Linked DNA regions of Mus musculus: region 1 is linked to region 2. The links are chromatin contacts, called in public promoter capture Hi-C maps. All regions are on one chromosome and are shown on one strand. Each heading gives the region's core, a stretch centred on a gene start, on an enhancer-like site or on the middle of the called end of the contact. The rest is flanking DNA. Distances are from core to core; before and after follow the strand shown.

Region 1 (4,172 bases), core at 6-2,505, 1.2 Mb before region 2:
TCCCCAAAGATCAGACGAAGTGAAAAGAGGCCTAGGAACTCCGGGGGGTCGCCCTTCTCCTCCCCACTCCCCCGCCTCCATTCAAAGCTGGGCCATGGGCACCAGGAGGGAATCTCGGTTAATTTTGTTACTCCCATCTAGGCAGAAGTGCTAGATGCCCTAGTGTTCTCTTTAACACAGCTGCGTGGTGGTGTATGTGGTGGTGTATCAATTAACACGCGACCCTGGGGCAGAGAAGGGGGAGTCGGCTGTGGTCCCTGTCTCGGAGGCAGAAAACCTCTCTTGTCCCTGGGCAGGGAGCCACCTGGGGCAGAAGAGCTGTAACGCGAAGTGAATAGAAAGCAAAAAGGCAGGGAGAGATTGAGGGGGTCTGACACAACGCGGTGTGCTTGTGTGGCTGGAAGGAAGGTGGGGGTGGGGAGGGATGCCGATCAGGTAGGGATGCGCTGACCGAGGAGGAGAAAGTAACAACCCACCCCAAACTTTCGCAGGTCAGATGGCCTTGGAGGGAGAGGCAATCGGGAGCAGTCGTGCCCCTCCCGACACCCACCCGGTGTGACTAGTTATAGCGAGGAGGGGCCTCGCGCCCATCAGGCTGGACAGTCCCCACGTCGCTCCCACCCTGCTGCCAAAACGCAGCTGCTTGGGGCACAGAGCGCAGCACCACAGAGCCAGACACACCGTGCCTGTGGAGCCTTAGCAACCCGCTCCTTTGAAAGGACATTCTACGTGCATCGGGAAAGGAGAAGGGACACTGGACTCAACAGCTTCTCTCAGGACCAGTGACCGGGTCCTCCCCTTGGACACCCAGGCGAGAGTACCCACTGGCTTGGGAACTGAGCGAAGAAAAAAAAATCTAGGGGTTTGGAGAAGTCGGATTCAAAAGAAATGTCGAAAGATATCCAGGGCAGCCACCGGAGTCCGGAAGCTTAATAGCCACCGGGTCACCGTGACCCCGGGAACGACAGTGACTGACAAGCGCACAGACCAGGCGCTCGCCATCATCCACCGGTCTGCCCGCCGGAGCCGCCTCCACGGCGTGGGACCCGGTTGCAGACGTCCACGGAGCCGGCCAGATAGCGACATGCAGCGAGCACTCCCCAGACTGCCCCAGCTGGGGAACCTCCTGGGCGGCGCAGCGCGACGGTGACCCGCGCGGGTGCGAGGGGTGTGCCCGGCCCCGCCTGCGCGCCCCTCCCCGCGGTGGCCGCGCATCCAGGGGCGGCGCGGAGCCCAGCCGCTCGCCCAGCCGCCAGTGCCCGCGAGCGCCGCGCCTGCTCGGGGAATCCACTTCGCCGCTAGACGCTCCTCGTTTTCTCTCGCTCCCTCCCCGGCTGCTTTCTATGGCTCTGACTCTGCGGCCGGAGCCTAACCACTAAGGGAGAAACTTTTCCTGCTGTTTCTTCTCCCCACCCCTTTCCAGGAGAGGATTAAAAGTTGCAAGAACTGGTGCCGCCCGTGTCACTTGGGTACTCGCTGGCGAGTTCCGAGTCTCAGCCATGTGCACCAACATAGTTTACGAGTGGCTGAAAGCGTTACAGCTCCCACAGTACGCTGAGTCCTTCGTGGATAATGGCTACGATGACCTGGAAGTGTGCAAGCAGATCGGAGACCCGGACCTGGACGCCATCGGGGTGCTGGCTCCCGCGCACCGCCGGCGCATCCTAGAGGCTGTGCACCGGCTGCGGGAACAGGATGCGGCCGCTGCCGGCCTCTACTTCACCCTTGAACCGCAGCCCGTGCCACCGGCACCGCTGGTAGAAGCGGTGCCCCCAGGCCGCCGGGGGGAGCCATGTGGCAGCTCAGCCCAGGGCACTCGCGGGGACCCCCGTGGCCAGCCGGGCGCTCCCTGCAGCAGGGAGCTGGTGAGCTACCCTAAGCTGAAGCTGAAGATCATGATCCGGGATAAGCTGGTCCGCGATGGCATCCACCTGAGCAAACCCCCATACTCACGCAAGGTAAGGAGGCCCCGCCAGGGCGACCTTGGGCATGGCGGGAGGGAACCAGGCCTGGAGCTTCTGCAGCGGCTCAGCAGTCAGTCTAGGTGACAATTGAGAAACCAGGGTGTTCGGGGTGTCTGGTTCTCCCGTTTTCTGCGTTATCTATCTATTCCTTCTGTGCTGGCGTCTCTAATAATAGCTGCTCACTCATATTTTGCATGTAGACAACTCTTAACAGCACCCTAGCATATGGGCTCGATTGTCAGGTTCTGAGCAATGGGTGCTTGCTTTTGGTGGCCACCGGGAAATCCTAATGCCTCTGGGAAATCCTAATGCCTCTAGTAGTGTCTGGCTTGGAAGAGTGAAAAAAAAAAAAAAGATGGGTCACATCTGCCTTATTTTCAACCTTCCTCTTTTTCTTTACTTTTTTCTTCTGAGTTTTGAGAAACTTCCAAGAGGAGTGGGTGACTATTGCCAAAGGAGTAGGGGAATTCAGGGCCTGCTGTTCTCAATTCCATGCTATGGAGAAGTGTCCCATTAACAGGAACCTATGTGTGTGTGGTGGTGGTGGGGGGGGGGGGCGTGCTAAACACAAAACTTGTGCCTATTCACAGGAGGCTCCTAAAGCTTAAGGATTCCGGGTAATGGGATGCTGAGCAAACGGGTCATCTGGGGTCTGTGGTATCACTAGTGATTCAGATGAAAGGAAGATAGATTCTTTTCAAAACTCCAAGGCACATGTGTAAGGAAGGCCAGGAAGAGGTGACATTTCAGTACCTAGAAAGCAATCCTCACACGTGAGAGCAGGCTACACGTTCTCATGGCCGCTCTGTGTGGCACGCAGACATGTGGCATGAGGTTTGAACAATTAAGTACCAGAAAGTGCATTTTTACACCAGAGTGCTGTCTCTAGCTTCAAGTGGGTTGGTTTGGCTTAGTGAAGTGAATAGGTTTGGCTTAGTTTCTGAAGCTGTCCTCCTAGAGAGTGCCAATTTGGCAGAGATGCTGACAGCACAGGTAATGTCTGGCATTGCCTGGAACTCAGGAAAATGAGCATCTCAGCCTGAAAACAAGGGGCCTGGAGAAGCCTAGTTGAAGAATATGCAGCAGGCTAGGTGTGTTAACATCTAAGCATCATGGGAGGAAATATCTGGTCTAAATGCTGTGTGGGTGGCATTAGCCCCAGGGGGCTGGACTGAAGGTCATAATGCCTAATGGTCAAGTTCAAGGGCTACTGGTGCACAAAGTAGATACAGTAAAAGGAAATAATGGTTTAATATTATCCACCTGCTGTCTTGCAGGTAGTGGGTGGTCGGGGTGGTCAACCATGATCACCTGCCTGAGAATACAAATTGCTTTTATAAGGAGGATAGATTAGAAAGAAGGTTTGCCTCAAGCACCTGTCCCAGACACCTACTCTGACAGGACCATTGATGGGTGTTGGGATCAGGAATGGAGAAGCTCAGGCACATGCTGTACGAGCCTGAAGGATGCCCAGTGTGGTTAGAAGGATTGTGGTCAGCGGAACAGAAATTTAGTCCACTACCAAAGGAGCAGGAGGCCAACTCACTGTTTGTTACTAATATACCAGAAAGTAAAGAGAGCTTGCACCGAGAGATGTGTAACCGAGCCCATGGGAGGGCTCAGTTCAAAACCTGGACACAAAGAAGGCAGATAGTAGCTATGGCTGGTTCAATCTTCAGGACTACTATAGTGCAGTGTTGGGTGCTACGAGAATGGGTGATCCTTCTGTCTCTGTCTCTTGAGTGCTGGGATCACAGGTGTGACCAGCATACCTAATGATAACACATTTTTATAAGTCAGATTTGTATAAAAAATTTCAGCTTGCATTGACACTGTTCATTTTCCATGTAAAGAATTACTTCTGTCAACTTTATTTAGTTAAGCCATGTAGCCTAAACTGTCTTCAAACTCACATCCAAAGTACTAGAATTATAGGCATGTATCACCAGGCATAGCTTTTCAGTTTGCCTTTAACTAAATATCCCATTACAGTAATGCTTAACAAAAAAACTTGCCCACTTTTACTTTCTTGTTGTTGTATTTTTCAAAAGACAGATTTCTTTATGTAGCACTGGCTGTCCTAGAACTAGCTCTATATACCAGGTTGGCCTTGAACTCACAGAGATCTGCCTGTGTCTGCCTTCCAAGTGCTGTGATTAAAAGCAAATGCTACCATGACCCAGCTGATTTTGCTTTCTATGGGTATTT
Region 2 (3,877 bases), core at 667-3,166:
ACATTTCCTCATTGAAGGAGCTCAAGAGAGGAACTTGAAGACAGGGCTATTTGCTATTCCATATGGTACTAACCCTGACCACTGACCTCACTTCCTAGCCAAAGAAGTGTGACTGGACCTATGGAGAATTTTGTTTGCTGGCTCATGCTCTTTTAGACGGTCCAGAACCATCTGCCTAGGGAGTCGTGTGCTTCACAGTGGGCTGGGCCCTCCCACATTAAATAACAACGGGGCAGTCCTCCACAGGTATTCCCATAGGCTGATCCAGTGTAGGCAAGTCTTTAATTGACATTCTATCCCGTGATTCTAGGTTGTGACATGTGACTTTTAAAACTAACCATCATGCATTCTGTCCTCTAATTGTGAATTCTTGCTCCCAGGATCCCATTTCTCAATTTTCTGTGGAATAATCTCTGGATGGATAATGTTTTAAAAGTTTTCAGGAGAACAGTCGTGGAGCTATGAGGCTCTTAACTGCCCCACATCTCCTGATTACTGGACTATTTAGAATGATTTGGGGATCAGAGTTGAGAGGCATCGGAATTGTGTGGCCTGAGCTAAATGCTGTTTTCTAATCCCAGGGAAACCATGAAGAAATCTGCCCAGTGTCATGCTGCAGTGGTTAATATATCTGTCTTGTTCACAGTCCTACCTACCTGCTTATGTCACTAAATGTCACTTCTGTTTCCAACTTAACTCAGCTTGGAAAAGAAAAACATTATTGGAGAACTGTCTCCAACAGATTGTTTTTTTGCTCCTGTCTGGGGAGCATTTTCTTGATTGCTAATTGATGTAGGGGGGCCAGGCCACAGCAGGCAGAGAGCCGTTCCTAAGCAGGTGGCCCTGGACAGTACAAGAAAGACGGCGGAAGGTGAACCTAGAACCCGCGTAAGCACATTTCTCCAGTTTCTGCTCCAGTTCCTGTCTCTAGGTTCCTCCTGCCTCACCTTCCCTCCACAATGGACTGTAACTGGTAAGCCAAACAAATTCTTTTTTTCCTCCATGTTATTTTGGGTCATGATGTTTATCACAGCAACAGAAAAACAATCTAGGACACTGGAATCACAATGTAACTCTTAGGCCATATCACTTGTGTATCTGGTGATTTGTAAAAACAAAAACGATTAAGTGTGTTTGATAGAGCAGCCCTGTTCTCGGATAGGTCTCTGGGAAGCTCCGTGGGCTCTTTCAGTTCTAGAAACTTCCCAGCGGTGGGAAGAGAGATGGTGAAACAGGTCTGTGAAGGCACAGAGCCTTCTCCTTTTATATCTGCTGTAAGGTCTTCCTCCAGTCAGTGGAGTACCCTTGTTTTCAGTGGAGTGCTTGTAAGACGAGGGAGGGCAAGAAAAAAGCGCCCTCTGATTCTGAGCCAAGGGCGTGAGCTATGCCTGGCTCTGCCGAAACCACCCACCTCTTGCCTTTTACCGTCCCGGCTAGGTCTTGAACCCATATCCCAGCACATTTTATATCGGCTTTTGGTAGGTGGGTCGCTTGGGATATAGAAAGAGAATCAAGTTCCCCAAATGAAAAGACAAACGTAGTCAAATCCTCCAAGGCGACTGTTTACGAGAGGGAAGTCAGCGGGCCCCAAGAGGTCGCTGGTAGCGCAGGAACCGAGACCAGATTGTAGAGAATGGAGGAGGAAAAAAAAAAAATCCACGCACCCAAAAACTTTCTTCCTTGTTGCTGATCCTCGGCCCCCTCCTCCCTCCCTGCCCGCCCCAGCAGAAGCCGTAATGTGACACCGAGTCCAGCGTCGAGCCCAGGGTTGGAGAGGGAAGGGAGGGCCGGGGAGGGAGGAGAGCGGGCCGTCTCGCGCCAGAGAGAAAGGGGAGGGGAGGAGAGGCGAGGAGGGAGGGAAGCCCCTGTCAAGGAGGTGGAGCGAGAGGGTGGTGTCCGCCTCCCGATCCTCCCTGCCTTGAGCTAGCCGAGCCTGAACTGGGACCAAACACACCGCCCGCGACCCACACAAAGCCCGGGGGGTCCACGCTGGCGCTGGAGGCGAGCCGGGAGCGAGCCCGGGGCGCGGCGGGACTTGGGGCGCAGGGCTGCTACGGGACGCGGGGCTGCTAGCAGGACGCGCGACCAGGCGTGGGTTGCGATCGCCACCCCCACGGCGGGGCCCGGGACATTTTGGGCCCTTTGGGGCCGCAGCGAGCGGTGGGGACCAAGACGAGCAGAGTACCCTGAGCCCGGCAACTTCGGCCCCTCCCCGCCCCCACCCGGCTGCCCTCAGCGCGTCCCTCTCCATGTGCAGACAGCCGGCTAGGCGCTCCGGCTGGCGGCGGATGGGTGACCTCTTCCTGGCCGGGGCGGGCTGTTCGAGGCGGCGGAGCCGGCGATGAAGAAGAAGCAGCAGCAGCATCCCGGCGGCGGCACGGATCCCTGGCCCCATGGGGCCCCTGTGGGGGGCGCCCCTCCGTGCCTGGGCAGCTGCAAGCGCCGGATCCCGCTGCTGCCTTTCCTGCGCTTCTCCCTCCGGGACTACGGTTTCTGCATGGCTACCCTGCTGGTCTTCTGCCTGGGCTCCCTCTTCTACCAGCTCAGCGGGGGACCCCCTCGCTTCCTGCTCGACCTGCGGCAGTATTTGGGTAGGGAAGGGCTGCGCCAGCCCCGCAAAGTTGGGCACTCGGGGAAAGGGTGATAAGCGGGGAACATCTAAAGCTGTCACGGCCACCACGGTCCCCGAGGCTCCCCAGGTGGGATGCCACTGAGCATCCCTCAGTGAGGCAGCTGGGAGCGCCTGCTTCCTACAGTACTCTGGGCTGCCCGCAGCGACGGGGGACTCCGGGCAGGTGTCCCAAGCCCGGACACCACGTACCTGTCCCCGAATCGCCACTCCAACTGGGGCAGAATAGACATGTGCATGTTTGTGAATATTTGTGTGTATGCTGGCCTGGCGGTGCGTGCACAGTCCTCTCTAGGATGTGGTTAACAACTTACAATCCTGTCCCGTCTGGCTTTTCCCTTCTGAGTTGTGTGGGCTGGTTTAACCCCGCTTTCCAGTCACTTTTAGATATTCTATCCACTGGGTCCCCCGTTTGTGAGTTGGCCCAGGTGATTCCAGTCTTTCCCTAGGTTGGTTTGTTCCTTGGCAGCACCTGCGCACCCCGCGGACTGCAGCGAGAGTGCGGGAGAAATTGGGGCTGTTTCTAGGTGCCAGTCAACTGTGCCGCCTTCGAAATTCCGCCCCGTATGTGTCTTAAGTCAACTTTTTTTTTTTTCTTTTTGGTTCGTGGCTGAAAAAGGAAGAGGTTGGAACCCAAGAAAACAGATTTCAGTGAGGTATGACCTCGCTGCTCTCTCATCCATGATTCTGAGTGCCAAGGCTTGGCCAGCACTCGCTCAGGTCCCAGGGATGATGCTGGCTCCTGTGCCTTGGCTGAGGGAGGGTGTAAATTCCTTGACTTCTGTGGCCAGGAGAGGTCGTGCGGGGGTTGTCTCTGAGGTGGTTTGAGTGGAAGAACCTACCGTGGTCATCTGCAGGTCCAGAGTCAGTTCAGGTGGAGACTCCATCAAAGTGCTGGGACCAGAATGGGCTGCCCAAGACTCATACAGTTACCTCAAAGGTCCCTTCCCTTTTGGTTCGTGGCTGAAAAAGAAAGAGGTCTCACAGAAGTCTCAGGTCTAGTAACAGCAGGCCTGTTTGGAAGGAAAAACAAGAAAACCACAAAACCACACCAACAAAGGGTGTTTGGGAGTAGTGTAAACTGATAAAATTGCATTGCTTCCAGGGACAGAAGCTCGGATTTTTAAGAGTTAAAATCTCATTTCAGTAAAAACATTGGGGATACTGTGACTTCACAAGAACTGATACGGAAGATTAAAGAAAAATATTGCCTCGGTCAAATTTCCGAAGCACAATTCTTAGCATGTG

What was found. Promoter capture Hi-C pulls out the DNA fragments that hold promoters and counts their contacts.
Region 1: a contact with region 2 is called in a promoter capture Hi-C map of embryonic stem cells, with 5 times the contacts expected there. The contact joins the promoter of Samd5 here to the promoter of Ust in region 2. A contact is called at or near these places in 2 of 39 promoter capture datasets (embryonic stem cells and hippocampal neurons), 4 of 484 Hi-C or Micro-C datasets (all in embryonic stem cells), 2 of 115 datasets of contacts at active chromatin or transcription factors (astrocytes and forebrain) and 1 of 9 other capture datasets (embryonic stem cells).

The regions. Positions count from the first base shown.
Region 1 is chr10:9,672,291-9,676,462 of GRCm38.p6, reverse strand. It overlaps Samd5 (sterile alpha motif domain containing 5), which reads left to right and starts at 1,255. Exons shown (of 2, transcript NM_177271.3): 1 at 1,255-1,958. The coding sequence starts at 1,500.
Region 2 is chr10:8,516,864-8,520,740 of GRCm38.p6, reverse strand. It overlaps Ust (uronyl-2-sulfotransferase), which reads left to right and starts at 1,916. Exons shown (of 8, transcript NM_177387.3): 1 at 1,916-2,591. The coding sequence starts at 2,342.